Linked DNA regions of Mus musculus: all the other regions are linked to region 4. Evidence: chromatin contacts called from public promoter capture Hi-C data. All regions are on one chromosome and are shown on one strand. The core of a region is the stretch at or near the end of the contact, and the rest is flanking DNA. Distances in the headings are between cores, read along the strand shown.

Region 1 (2,700 bases), core at 99-2,598, 2.2 Mb before region 4:
GCAGCTACTCCCAGGAGGCCCCCAGCCCTGAGTCACCACAGGCAGTGATATAAAGCCAGATGTTTAAAAAGTCATTTACCAATCAAAACACAGCAATTTGGGGTACACTCTTTTGTGTTCCTCCTATCTCACTGCTCTCATTCGGTCTAAACTTTTAAAAGCAGATGGCCTCTAAAAGGACAAACCTAACCCATACAGAACCATTTTCGTCATAGGAGACAATGCCCTTTTTGACCTCTGTTCCCATTTACCAAGGTATCTTGTGTACTGGACAGTTAAAAAAAACCTGCTAATTCCAATACATGTCATCTGGTCTAGACCCACACTCTGCCAGTTTTATCACCCATCACTCTTCCGCTTCAACCCAAGCAGGTGTCCAAGGCTTCCATCTACACCCTAAGAGCAGAGATTTGCTCTTTCTTCCTGTTCTTGGAGGACTCTGCACTTCTTCTCCTTACTTGTCAGAAAACTCAAAGATCATTCACAACAGCTCTTTGACACCAACTTTTGTGCAAAGCATTCTCTGACTTCCCAAGTGAGAGGAAAAGAGGATGAAGTGTGCAGCTTCACACTGGATGCCTCAAGGGCTGAGGGGTGCAGAATCAGGCTCCTACACAAGGAACTAGCTAGCATGGAGGACACCAAGAAGAGATGTCTGGAGAAACTTCCCCTATGTCACAGTTCAGTCTTTAAATCACACCAACTACTGAGCACAGGTTGAGAGTGTACTTTCTCTGGGCCTTTATTTTCCTTCCATATCCTGATAATTCTTTTTCCTATGTCCTCTTGGAGCAATCCCATGTGTATATACGGACACAACAGCCTCCAGTCCTCACTTGGGTACTCCCAGAACACCAAAAGTAGTGGAGTCTGCCCATCCTTTTGTACTTCCTCACGTCATGCTCCGTGAGAAAGGCCCTACTACGTGCACCAAGACCCAAGCCAGGGTCCCTAGAAACTAGTTGGCAGGTCACCAAGGACATGCACACAGGGCAGCGACTCCTGGAGCCACACAAGAACTGCTATCTCCTAGGACGCGAAGCCCTGTCCCTCCAGGCCTTCTGGACCCTGAGCCTCCATGACAATCTGTGTCTGATTTTTTTTTTTTCTCCACGCCAGTCCACCCTGAGGAAGGCAGGGACCTCGCACTCCTCTCAGCTCACTTGACCCCTCAGGCGCCCCCTCCTGACAGACTCACCGCTTGCTGAGAGGCCGGACCCTCACGGCCACCTGCACATTCGCCATCCCTCCGCCACAACCCAAGACCCACACAGCGGTCCGGCGGAAGCATCCCTGGCCGGCGTCCAGCGAACAGACCCAGCCACAGGCACTGCAAGAGCCACAGACTGCCCCGCCCGTCCCACGCGCCTCCCGACCGCAGCCCAAGCCTCGCCCTAGGGGGCGGGGCCCACTAGGTATCAACCAATCCTGAGACAGATGGGGGTGGGCCTCCTTGCCTTGCTCCACCCTCTCACTTCTCTGGACGCTCCCGCCCGAGTGCAAGGAAACGCCAGACAGGGGCGGGGCCTGCGGAGCCTTAGCCAATCCTGAGGCAGGTGGGCTGAGCAACCTGGTCTCGTTCTACCCCTCGCACCGCTGACTGTCCTACGCAAGCTGTAGTATCTCTTTTGTTCTAAAATCTGGTGACTGAATTTCTGGTTAATACTTGAAAGTTCATGAAGGAAATTAGTAATTTTATTTTTTACCCTATTGGTCTGCTATGTCAAAACTGCGGCTAAATTTTAAGGTCAAAAATAAAGTGGAGCCTATCGTAGAGGCTGAGGCAAGAATATTTTGAATTCAAGGTTAGCCTACATGGTGAGTTGAAGTCAGCCTGGAGTTCAGCGTGAAGTCCCGTCTCAAAACAACAACAATGAAATGAGAAAAACAAATGATTTTGTAATTCTAAGGTGCGTTTAAATGAAGAGGCTTGGGGCTGGTGAGATGGCTCAGTGAGTAAGAGCACCCGACTGCTCTTTCGAAGGTCTGGAGTTCAAATCCCAGCAACTACATGGTGGCTCACAACCATCCGTAACAAGATCTGACTCCTTCTTCTGGAGTGTCTGAAGACAGCTACAGTGTACTTACATATAATAAATAAATAAATCTTAAAAAAAAAAAAAAAAAAGGTGTGGGCTGTCATGCCCAGCCTAAAAAAAAAAAAAAAAAAAAATGAAGAGGCTTTTTTTTTCTTCTTTCTTTCTTTTTTTTTTTTCCTAACTTACTGACAAATTTCTCTCGGTTGCCCTGTAACTTCACTACCACCCTAAGCAGTATTTATAGTACATACAGAGCAAATGCTGTCTGATCAGAGCTGGTTTATTCAAATAAGAAATAGCTATTTATAGCTGTAAAGCCTGAAGCCCAGCTCTGAGACCTGGGGTGCTGATGAACACTTAACAATTCCAACACTGGGGAGTTCCAAGACCTCCACACAGGAAGCTCCCATGTCTCACAACAGCAAAAACAGAAACAAGGGTCCGTTTCTGATGGTGACAAATTTGTGTCCACTGAAGACTACTAAATCGTCAAACATCATGATTAGAGAGAGGTGGGGTAGGGTTAGCCATTGTATTATTAATATTAGGGTTAGAGTTTATATAAGCTGGAGAGTGGTTCTGCAAGCCTTTATTTAATCTTAGCAATTGGGAGGCAGAGGCGGGTGGATCTCTGTGAGTTCAAGGCCAGACTGGTCTACAG
Region 2 (2,700 bases), core at 32-2,531, 2.8 Mb before region 4:
TTGACCTCTTCATACACTCTGTGACATATATGCCCACACTCATACAACATAGACACATACTCTAGTTTTAAAAAAAAAAATTCTAGTTTAGGCTTAATTACTGTGAAAAAGTCAACTCCACCTTGAAGTCACTGATACCATTTTACACAACACACTTAGACACATTTGTAGTTGTCATTCTTTTCTTTGCCTTTCTCTGCCCTCTGTTCCCTTCTTTTCTTGCTTTCTTTTTTGAGAGAAGGTTCCACAGTGAAGCCCAGGCTGGACTTGAATCACACCAATAATCCTGCTTCAACTTCCCAAAGGCTGGGATTACAGGCACAAACACTACGCCTGGCTATTAAACTCAGTGTTGCCAATTTAGTTTCGGCAAAATATTGAGTATCACGCTATATCTGGGCTTCTCACGGGGGTTGGGGGAGATAAAGGAACAGAGGGGGAGAGGAAGAGAAAACAACTAACGGGTACATTCCTGTTATACTCTTCTAATTACAGGAAAAACCCCCTCTCAAGTTCTTCACCTGGTACAGAAATTTTCGAAGAAAGGAGGGAAACACCATATGTTTACAAATTCATTTTTTTCATCCAACACAATTTACTGAGTATTGTGTCTTGAGCGCTTTGTATACATTTCCACTACTTTCAAAATTCAATTTGAATCAATGCAAGAGTTCCCTATCCCTCCCCCTTTTCCCTCAAATAACTATCATCTAATTCCAGCTACACATTTAGGGATTCAGTTTAACAACAAATTCATATGCAGTGAAAAGAAGTGTGGTTCTATCCACTCCTAGTGGTTCTCTAGCAGGAGTCGCGGGACCGCAGGGCCCCCATAGCCGGAGCTCCGTAGGGTTGGCCCTCGGTTTCTCCCCGCTCGCGGGCGCCGGTCGGTTGGAGTTCCCCGGGTCCCGCCCCTTCGCTGCGGCTCAGCTGCACCCGCCGCGCGGCAAGCGACTCGTCTCTGACCCCCTGCATACCTGCAGGCCACTCCGCTTGTTCCAGGTGAAAATGGACCCTGGGTACCCACTCAGGGCCAAGAGCAGTTCGTGAATCATTTCTAGGGCGGCTCGGGAGTCCCTAGATCTACCACCTCCTCTTTTCAGCGCCTCTCCGGGCGACCCCTCACACCCAGCGGAATCTCTTGCCCTGAATCCCCGCAGTCCACCGGGAGAGGAGATGCCACAGAGCCGCGCGCCGCATCCCGGAAGTGCGCGCGGCCCAGGCGCCCACCGCCTCGCTCCCGCCGCGGAGCCGCGAGGAGGCGCCGGTGCCGTCGCGCATGCGTCCTGGGCTCCAGGAGAAGCCCGCTCGGACTTCCGGCTTGAGAGCGGGACTGAGGCTAGCCCAGGAGGGGAAGGGATGAGAGTGAGTTGAGAAGCTGGTTGAGAGAGACGCGGCCTGGGGTGGGCCGGCGGGAGTCCTCAGGACGCCTTGGCAGGGTCTGTGGCATTTTGACCGACTGCCGACGTCTCCCAGAGTGACCCGGCCGGAGGGAAGAAAACAAAGCTGGAACTTGGCAGCCGCCGCTGTGGAGCTGTGCTCGAAGCCCACGGACTCGCAGCACCGGCCCGCATCGGCCTCGTTCTCAGGAGACCCACCACTGCCGCCCCTCGAGCTTCCTCGCTTCACCAACTCCTGTAACTCTCCCCTAGTCCACCTCAATTTAGAAGCCCAAGTCGGCTCCCCCGGTGCGCGACCTTCCCCATCTGTCGCCCCGGAACTCTTGCCGAGTTCTTACTTCGTTCGGGAGGCGCGAGCAAGAGACCCAGTGTTCGGCACTTGACTTTGGTTCGGGGTGGAAATTTGTAGTTTGGTGTTCAAGGGGCGGGGCAGACACCAGGAGCTTCTGGAAGGACGGCGGTGGTTCTAGGGGAGAATAGCCGGCGCTCGCTGGACAGAGGCTTTTTGTTGTCGTTCGCCAAACGTTTTGACCGATTTGATCTGGGGCGCTAATGATTTACCTGAGGTGGGAGCGAAGCGGACAGATTTTTCTTTTCTCTGCAACTTCCTGGGGATACTCTAAACGTCACCTAGAAATGCAGTTTTTAAAAGGTCATTTTCACCTTGCCTATTGATTTGCTGTCCTGAAAAGGTACTGCCTCAGAAGGCCACTTCGAGCATATTGAAAGTCAGGCCGGCTCTGACAAGGTTTTAAACATGTAAAGATACTCTCCTCAGATAGCGCCATTTCTCTCTACTCTAGGATAAAACTCCTTTTTACAGAGAGACTCATCTGCAGGTGTTTCTCCAAGGGCATGCAAAGATAGTGTAATAAGTCCTAGAACCCAGACAGTGAGGAGAGAAACGGCTTTCTGCTGTGAAAGATGGCCAAACCCACTCGGAGAGGAAATGGCACAAGCTCTGAAAGCTTACGACAGCGCTTCAGAAGATTCCATTACCAGGAGGTGGCTGGGCCCCGGGAGGCTTTCAGCCAACTATGGGAACTTTGCTGTCGGTGGCTAAGGCCGGAGGTGCGGACCAAGGAGCAGATTGTAGAATTGTTGGTGCTAGAGCAATTCCTGACTGTGCTACCTGTGGAGATCCAGAACTGGGTACAGAAGCAATGTCCAGAAAATGGAGAGGAGGCGGTGACACTGGTGGAAGATTTAGAAAGAGAGTCTGGAAGACCTGGACATTCGGTGAGGAGGAGGGGGAATACAGTCAGAAGTGTGTGGCTGGGGAGAGACAAGGATGGAGGGG
Region 3 (2,700 bases), core at 90-2,589, 2.8 Mb before region 4:
GCTCTTAGGCCAATGTCTTACACTGACTTTTCAAAGAGTTGTCATGAAAAAAAATCTGTAAATTAATAGAAAAAGAAAGGAAAAAATAAAGAGGGGGAAGGAAGTGGGGGGAAAGAGCAAGCATCTCCATCAGAGCGTGGATGAAAGCCAAAGGACATGCGCAAGGTGAGCTGTGCACTGCTGTGGAAAGTCACGCCATTTTAACCTGCCTCTGTGTCTCACCATCAGGATGTCCTCAGCACTAGTAGTAAGCTGATGTATAACTTGGAACATCTGGAAACATCTACAAATGAAAAAAAAAATGTCTTAACACACTTCCCTCATCAAAACCTGTTACTCAAGAAAAACCCTCAGAATGGAATTAATTAGTAAATTTGAGGTTAATAGTAAGTATATATTTAAATTTACAAAGAACTATAGGATACACCTTTTTTCAAAATTACATTGATCTAGAAAGACAATTTAATAGCTAAAATAAGATATTACTTATTTATATTGAAAAGTATGAAACAGCCATTCCTATTCTTTAATCCTGCCAGGACTAGCAAATAGAGAAAAATCAATCTGTCTTTATTTTCAAATCTAAGGAACAACTCAATATGACAAACAATATAAATCATTAAACATACTGTCAGTCTGACAGTTGGAAAAGCACTGTGAGTTAGGTTATATATTTTATGCCAGATGTCTACCCTATCTAAGTATTAAAATCTGATTCTTATATATTATAATCCCAAAATACAGCCACAAAAAATTCCCACAACCTCCCAAACTCACTCTTGTAAAGTCCTTTTCTTCCCCTTGTCAATCATGGTCATGTGACCATGAACGTTAAGATGTGGCTTCTTGGCTATCAGTTTCTTCATGGTACTGGAACTAATGGAGCCATTCAAGTGGGCATGGAGCTCCTAACACAAGAGGACAATCAGTTCACAAGAGTCCACGAGATCCAGAGCCCCATACATCAGGCCCTGGTGGCCTGGTTCCTAGTTGTAGTTTATACTAGGCCAGCTACTTGGTTCAGCTATACCCACTCTACAATTTCTACCCATAAGCTTTACTTCTCTTTTGTGGAAAACAATACAAAAGCCATTATACAGTAACAAGAACTCTGTAGTTAATTCTTACCACTTTTGGTAATTGCAGATAAAAGTCTGTCTTCCCAGGCCACTGCTGTCCGGCCTCCATCACTTCAGTAGAAGGAAAAGTTTCTCTTTGCTCTTATTCTCGGCTTGGACGATAAACTTATCAAAGTGGGAATCTCTGAGGTGCTGGACTTCCTTCAGATTGCCATTTTAAACAAGACTTGCACTATGTGTGGCTCTGGGATCACTTTCACCTACAATAACAAATGTAACTATTTTCAGATCTAACATGCAAACAGAAACACAGTCACTGCTGATATCTTCTTTTTACACCTCCCAAGCCCCCTCAACCCCCTGCTCCCACTAACTTAAGTTAAGCAAAGCTAACTTAGGTGTGTCTGCAATGGGGAAATGACTAGTAAAAAAAAAAAAGAACAAGAAAAAAAAAAACACCCGAAAACTAAAAATCCAGCGTTCGTCTGTCCCTTTAACTCTGGGCTCCTTTAATCTACTGCGTAGGTCAGGTTAGCTTACACATGTAGCACGAATTTGCTTTTACAAGAAAACATGTTATTTCATATTTACGTCGCACAAACACTTTCCTTAAATGGGTTGGGTCTGTCAGGCGAAAATCCTGTCTCTGGATGGAGGGTAGTATTTGCTGCCTCCTGTCTCTGATCCTTCTGGTCGACTAGATGCCTTTATTAACATATCTTGCACGCACTGAATCATTCTGCCACACAATCTGCTCTTCTAAGACCACTAACGAGTTCCTAACCCTAAAACATTTTCCAATAACCAAATCTTCATAGAAAATTTTTCTTGATCCAGTTGGACTCCAGAACTCATACTCTCAGCCGTTACATACTACTGCTCTGAGTTAACCATTCTTCAAGTCTTTCTATTTCCTTTCCTAATCCAAGCAGACACTAAATTAGTAAATGATGAAGTTTCTACGCATCTCTGGGAGTGCTTTCTTACTGGTATCTCCTAAGCATCAAATGTAGAAACTTTAAAAGTCCAACCTGGGTTGCTTCCTTTAAACAACAACGCCACAGGGAATAATCACATCTCTTCTATAGCGATTTTCAGCAGACATACTCAATACCACATACGAATCACAGAATCTTGGAAGTGGAGGGGAGTGTCATTTTTACATGCTGAATACTTACTCACTGTAGACCTAGCACAGAATTTAGACTACATGAGAATAAACAGCACGTACAGGGGCAGTGGGTTAATAATAATCAGTAATTATCCGTAAAGGTCTCTTTCTTCACTTTCCATATGGCCTAATTTAAGATCTAAATGAGTTCTCCCTCGCAACGAGAACACTCAATAAAGGAGCAACTGTTACTTTTGTGCAAGGACCAATCTACTCTGGATTGCTTAAGATCCGAGGTGCTGGTCCTCTTTTGCCGGACCAAACCGGTATCAGGTCGTCAGCCTCCGATTCACCTAAAAATGTTCTCAAATAAGAGGATCTACACAAGTTTTTTTTTTCCCTGCAGAAAATGCCTGTACAAAGAGGTAACTTGAGCTCTCCAAGCGCTAGCTGTTACCGAAGCAGCTGGCGTGTTCCCAGGAAAACGTAATTTGGAAAGGGGGGGTGGGG
Region 4 (2,700 bases), core at 73-2,572:
TCCATTTTCCTGCACCTTGGGAACATAAAACTAAAAAAACTAAAAAAAAAAAAAAAAAAAAAAAAAGCCAGCTGGGTCTCCCTGAGTCCCCTGCACATTCTGTAACACTATTCTGGTGGCCTAGGCCCTACTTCCTGGTTCCCTGGAAACAGAGAAGTTGCCAGATGACCTGTAGGTTATCTTACTATTTACAAGAAGCATGTATAACTGTATGTAAAGTTACAAATAAGGCCTAAAAAAGTAAGCTTCCCGCCGGCAGCAGGGGTTTTGTGCATGTTTTACCCATGACTGTGTTCCTAGCGTCTAAATCATTAAATTAAAAAGTATATTGGTTTAGTGGGAGAATCTTGGCCCTGACAGCTTAAGTAAAGCCTTTTCCTAAAGAAATACTAGATATAGAGAAAAGACAGACATTGTGAGTTAAAGAAGTAAGGCAGATGGAGGAAAGAAGTACTTTCAAACTTCAGGAACATTTTAGTTCGGCAGATACACTATTCAAGGATAGGGAGAGACTGTCACTGCCCTCAGCTTAACTTCCACACAAAAAAGGAAAGTGATGTTTTAAATAGAACTCGGTAAACACTGCATTACAGCGACAATAAACATGTTCTATACCTATTCCTCAAAAGTCTCGGAGGAAGGTACAAAAAGTTCTTCCACACAGGAAACGGGATTTACACAGTGTGACCTGGGAGTTTGTTTGCTGAGAGCACAAGACCTGGACCCACGCCCCCTAAGCATCCCCAGCACAAAGTAGCAATGAGTGACTATGAATGTGCAGTCACAACCCACCTCGAGGCCTGGGGCGAGTCAGTGTGGGGAAGAATGGTTGGAAGGACGAAGGGTGGTTAGGGGACGTCAGTGGGAATAAGAAGCACAGCAGAGAGAGGAGCCCGACCGGGGAAAAAAGAGAATTCAGGCCAGGTGCTGCCTTCTCAAGACCAGTGGCGGCGCAGAGGCAGAAAGTGAGGGTAGTGGAACTGCAATATGAAAAGCCTTTAGGATCTAAGTGGTCGCCCCAGACTGGAGGCGTCTGGCTGGGTTCCTAGACTGGAGAACACCGGGCCAGACCAACCACGTTCCTACCCGTCCGCGCGCATCCGGCCGCAGATCCTGGAAGTCCGAGCCGTAAATGGCCTCCAGGGCCTGCAGCTCGTGGTCCTGTCGCTGCGAATAGCTCTCCTGTGGCTCAGCCCGGCCGCGTCCAGAGGCCCCGCGGCCCCCAGCCATGGCGGCCGGGGCAGGCGCAGCGGCCTAGGCGAGGTAGCGGTGATTCTGGGGTGGGTAGGGGAGCTCCAGCCCGCGCCGTGACCGAACTGAGGGCGGGGCCTCGAGTCGGAGTCGGGTCTGGGGGAGGGGCCTCGAGCTGATGACAGGTCTAGGGGGTGTGGCTCTGCTCTGGGGAGGCGCTTTAAAGACAGGATCTCCAGCGGGAGACGAACCTGGGGGCGGAGTCTCGAGCTGAAGACCGACCTAGGGGCGTGACTCTGAGCAGGTGAGAGGGCCTTGGGCGGAGCCTAGGCCAGGAGGCGGGTCTGAAGGCGGGGTTCTCCGCGGCTGACTCGTTTGGCCCACTCCGGAGAAGGCCAGTGGGCGGGGTTTTGCTCCAACTTCTCATGGCCCAAGACTTCTAATAAAACAAGAGTAGGGGAAAGCTTTGCCTTCTTCCTGAGGGGAGAAATTGAGTCAGGAATTGCCAACACACTTTGGAGAGCCAGTCTCTTAGGTCAAAGTGACAACACATATTAGTTTTCACAAAACAAGTATGTAGCAGAAACAGGCGCTGGAACTCCTTCACCCTGCCTGGCTAGAGAGAGGAAAATTTTAGAGCGCAGTCATGAGTTAAATCGTTTATCTTACCTGACCTTCCCAGAATGAGACTACTGGGAGGAAAAAACCGTAAACCCTGTTTCCCACATTCGTTACCCTTGAATCATTAATTAAATGTCTCATGCATGCTCTCTGGACTCTCTGAAATTCTCTCCTTGCATTTTCAAATCCCACAAAGAGAATTATCCGACCAGTTCATTTAATGTAAATTTGAGCATTCACATTCATGTAAAATGTTGCACCCTACTTTACATACTTAAGGGATGTATTTGTGTCCATATGAGTCAGGGTCTCCCTCTGCAGCATGGTCTGGCCTTGAATTCATAGTAATCTTCCTACTTTATCCTCTCAGCGCTAGGATCATGAGACTGTGCCACCATCCCTATTTGACCATATTTTTTTTTCACGCATATAAGTAACCTATCTATTCAGACATTGCTATTGCTTTGTTGTCTACCTGCTGTAGCTTAATTCAGAAAAAAAATGCACTATCATGCCTCGAGTTAGGTTAGGTGACATGTCTCTGTCAATCTTGTTTGCATCTATCTTGTTCACTTAGTAATGTTGACTTAGGCATCTCACCTTCAGACCACTCTGATCAGACAAGGTAACACAAAGGCCTTTTAGAAACCACCTCCTCCCTCCTTCAGCTGGAGACCTGTTCTGTTTCCAGGGACCCCTGCCTGGATACATGGCAGAACTCAACAAACAGTGAAGATATTTGTTGAGTGCTGCCTTTTTTTTTTTTTTTTCAGCTCTCACATTCAAACTGTCATCATGTCCTCAGTTTCCCCCTAAGCTGCAGCCCATTTTTACCACCTCTTCACTGGCTCTCTATTCGGCCGTCTTCATCCTTGCCCCATGTTAAGC
Region 5 (2,700 bases), core at 68-2,567, 2.2 Mb before region 4:
TGGGTTAGACTAGCTAGCCAGCAAGCCCCACCTGTATCTGGCCCCTAGCTCTAGGACACGCACCATCACATACTGCTTTTACTTGGGCGTTAGGGATCTAAATTCAGCCCTCCATATGGTTGACACGAGAGACTTGGGAGTCTTAGGAGCTGGAAGCAGGAAGATGGCTCAGTGTTCAAGGCTAGCCTAGGATAGAGTGAGGACACCTCTCCATTAAAAAAAAGGAAACACCTAAAAAGACTAAAAAATCTTCCAGTATCTCTCAGCAAGCTGGAAGAATTAGATCCCATTACCCTCTCCTCTTTGCCATATCATCTTATAAAGTGAGTTAACAGCCAGGCATGGCGGTACACACCTGTAATGCCAGGGATAGTGAGTTACAGACCATCTAGGGCTACACAGCAAGACTCGGTCTCTAAATAAATAGTGCTAAAATAATAAGGGTGAACTGTGATGGCATTACGCTGTGAAAGATTTTGGCCTTTTCTTGGAGGCCCAGCATTGCTTCATACATCACCTGGTTGCTATGAGAACAAAGTTAAGCCCCCAGCCCACAGGAACAAGGTCCGGATGCCCTTTGGCTGACATGTAATCTTACTGTTAATGTTTGAATGACCCAATCCCATACCTTTGTTAAAATTCCTCGCATCCCTATCCCTTTTTCTTTTACAAAAACCCCTAGCTCTGGAGACTCGGGGTCGACTCCCCTGCCTCCTGTGTGAGGTACGTGTCGGCCCAGAGCTCTGCCAATAAAGCCTCGTGTGTATTGCAACAAGAAGGATTCTTGTGTGTTCGTGGGTGCACCCTATCCCTGGACTAGAGTAGGAGTCCCCATATCGGGGGTCCTACAGAAGAACTGTATTAAAGGGTCGCAGCCTTAGGAACACTTGTTCTAGAGGTAGTGTCACTGGAAGAAAAAAAAAGTGGAGCGCTGTTCCATCTCCCACAAACCGTCCTGGGATAACCCGCAGGCACTCAAAACAGAGTGCTCAGTCACTCAGTGCACCAGCCACTCAGTCCCTCACACTCGAAGAACCCACGGGAGTATGGTCACAGTCCTCAGCTGGCTCACTCACGCCCGCATAACCAGGACCACCACCTCACAGCAGAATTCTGTCGCCACCTTGATGACGCCATCGCCGCCCCCACGTACCTTAGTGACTATGCCCGAAGCTACCAAGTGGTTTAGCAGTAACCCAGCTGCAGTCTGCGAGGACGCTGGGTCCCACGGGTTGGCGGCCGCCATGGCTTCCGCACACCTCTGGAACTGGCGCGAGGAGTGAGGGGCAACACCGCGAACAGGCGCGCGGTTTGATGATGTCACAGGGCGTTCCTGCCCGGGCGGAAGCCCTGGGAGCGCGTCTCAGGCGAGCGCGGGTCCCCGGTGTTCCCTGGCGGAGTCTTCTTTGCACTGAGCGGTAGGAGGCGAGTCTCAAGCTCCCTGTTCCGGCAGCAGCTATCGGAGGCTCCCTGGCCCTTAGCTCTGCTGCCAAAGCATCAGGACCTTGTGGTAGCGCTGCCTGCTCGCCTGTTTTCTCCTTGCCACTCTTGGGCTGGCCCCAGGGAAGTAGGGATAGGCAGAAGGTGACAATTGGGACAGGAGACCCAAACGGGAGATTTAGCGACGACTGTATGTCTAGACTAGGCGGTGACAGCTATGCTTCTTTTCCTGCAGGGAACTGAGCCGTGGCGCTAGGATGGGTAACAGTGCTCTCCGTGCTCATGTGGAAACAGCGCAGAAAACTGGTGTCTTTCAGCTTAAAGACCGTGGTCTGACCGAGGTGAGACCTGAGGGGACCGGACCAAGAAACTAAAAGGGCTAGGGTTGGCGGGGTGGCGAAGACTATTGGTGCAGGATTTTTCCAAACTGTGAGCTCCTTTCTCCAGTTCCCCTCAGAGTTGCAGAAGCTGACAAGCAATCTTAGGACCATCGATTTATCCAACAACAAGATTGACAGCCTACCGCCTCTGATAATAGGAAAGTTCACTCTGCTAAAGAGCCTCTCCCTCAACAACAACAAACTGAGTATGGAATTTGTGTCTGGGCAGCTTTTGCTAGTAATCAGCAGTTATGAAGGGTGTTTTTCCTGTTAGATGATTTTTGTTATGAAATCATTTTAGGGGATGCAGAATGTTAGAGTATTGAAGCTTTAATCTCTTGTAATTAAATATAAAAGCCTCTTTGGGTGGTATAATGATTATTACTAGGTTAATTTGGACCTGGAAGACCTTTGGGAATCGATATAAACAGTTATCTAATTTCGGGGCAGGGTGGAATGGGAGGATCTTTTAAACTCCCTCAGATCGTTTTTAGAATACAGCTAAGCAAAAGGAACCCCTTACACACATACACAATTTTCTGCATTTTGATGGCTTCTTAACCTCCCAAACAGTTTGTGAAACCTAAACATGACCTGTGAGAATTCTATGTAAGAAGCCAGACCTGGTGACTTAGACCTACAGTAGCCCCAGCTACTCAGAGGTTGAGGCAGAAAGATCTTAATTTCAAGGCTATCCTAGACAACTTAATGAGATCCTGTCTCAAAAACAAGATGAAGCAGGCTACCATACTGTCTTTTTATAAATGTCATTAATTCTATCGGATTTGTTTTTTAATTTCTTCTTCACCAGCTGTTCTACCTGATGAATTATGCAATCTGAAAAAACTAGAGACACTAAGTCTCAACAACAATCACCTGA

What was found. Promoter capture Hi-C pulls out the DNA fragments that hold promoters and counts their contacts.
Region 1: a promoter capture Hi-C map of pre-B cells shows a contact between it and region 4, with 2.8 times the contacts expected there. The contact joins the promoter of Stard9 here to the promoter of Eif2ak4 in region 4.
Region 2: a contact with region 4 is called in a promoter capture Hi-C map of liver, with 2.6 times the contacts expected there. The contact joins the promoter of Tubgcp4 here to the promoter of Eif2ak4 in region 4. A contact is called at or near these places in 2 of 39 promoter capture datasets (liver and pre-B cells).
Region 3: a contact with region 4 is called in a promoter capture Hi-C map of pre-B cells, with 4 times the contacts expected there. The contact joins the promoter of Adal here to the promoter of Eif2ak4 in region 4. A contact is called at or near these places in 1 of 39 promoter capture datasets (pre-B cells), 1 of 115 datasets of contacts at active chromatin or transcription factors (thymic regulatory T cells) and 1 of 9 other capture datasets (liver).
Region 5: a contact with region 4 is called in a promoter capture Hi-C map of erythroid cells, with 4 times the contacts expected there. The contact joins the promoter of Haus2 here to the promoter of Eif2ak4 in region 4. A contact is called at or near these places in 1 of 39 promoter capture datasets (erythroid cells) and 1 of 484 Hi-C or Micro-C datasets (CD4 T cells).

The regions. Positions count from the first base shown.
Region 1 is chr2:120,627,769-120,630,468 of GRCm38.p6, reverse strand. It overlaps Stard9 (START domain containing 9), which reads right to left and starts at 1,348. Exons shown (of 33, transcript NM_001370940.1): 1 at 1,199-1,348. The coding sequence starts at 1,245.
Region 2 is chr2:121,169,749-121,172,448 of GRCm38.p6, reverse strand. It overlaps Tubgcp4 (tubulin, gamma complex associated protein 4), which reads right to left and starts at 1,281. Exons shown (of 18, transcript NM_153387.3): 1 at 978-1,281. The coding sequence starts at 1,055. It overlaps Zscan29 (zinc finger SCAN domains 29), which reads left to right and starts at 1,324. Exons shown (of 5, transcript NM_001290819.1): 1 at 1,324-2,639. The coding sequence starts at 2,325.
Region 3 is chr2:121,140,732-121,143,431 of GRCm38.p6, reverse strand. It overlaps Adal (adenosine deaminase-like), which reads right to left and starts at 1,339. Exons shown (of 10, transcript NM_029475.2): 1 at 1,129-1,339; 2 at 778-908; 3 at 223-283. The coding sequence starts at 1,188.
Region 4 is chr2:118,387,239-118,389,938 of GRCm38.p6, reverse strand. Eif2ak4 (eukaryotic translation initiation factor 2 alpha kinase 4) reads right to left here and starts at 1,322. Exons shown (of 39, transcript NM_013719.3): 1 at 1,087-1,322. The coding sequence starts at 1,230.
Region 5 is chr2:120,607,999-120,610,698 of GRCm38.p6, reverse strand. Haus2 (HAUS augmin-like complex, subunit 2) reads right to left here and starts at 1,317. Exons shown (of 6, transcript NM_025475.3): 1 at 1,154-1,317. The coding sequence starts at 1,246. It overlaps Lrrc57 (leucine rich repeat containing 57), which reads left to right and starts at 1,341. Exons shown (of 6, transcript NM_001159612.1): 1 at 1,341-1,584; 2 at 1,676-1,781; 3 at 1,888-2,026; 4 at 2,632-2,700. The coding sequence starts at 1,698.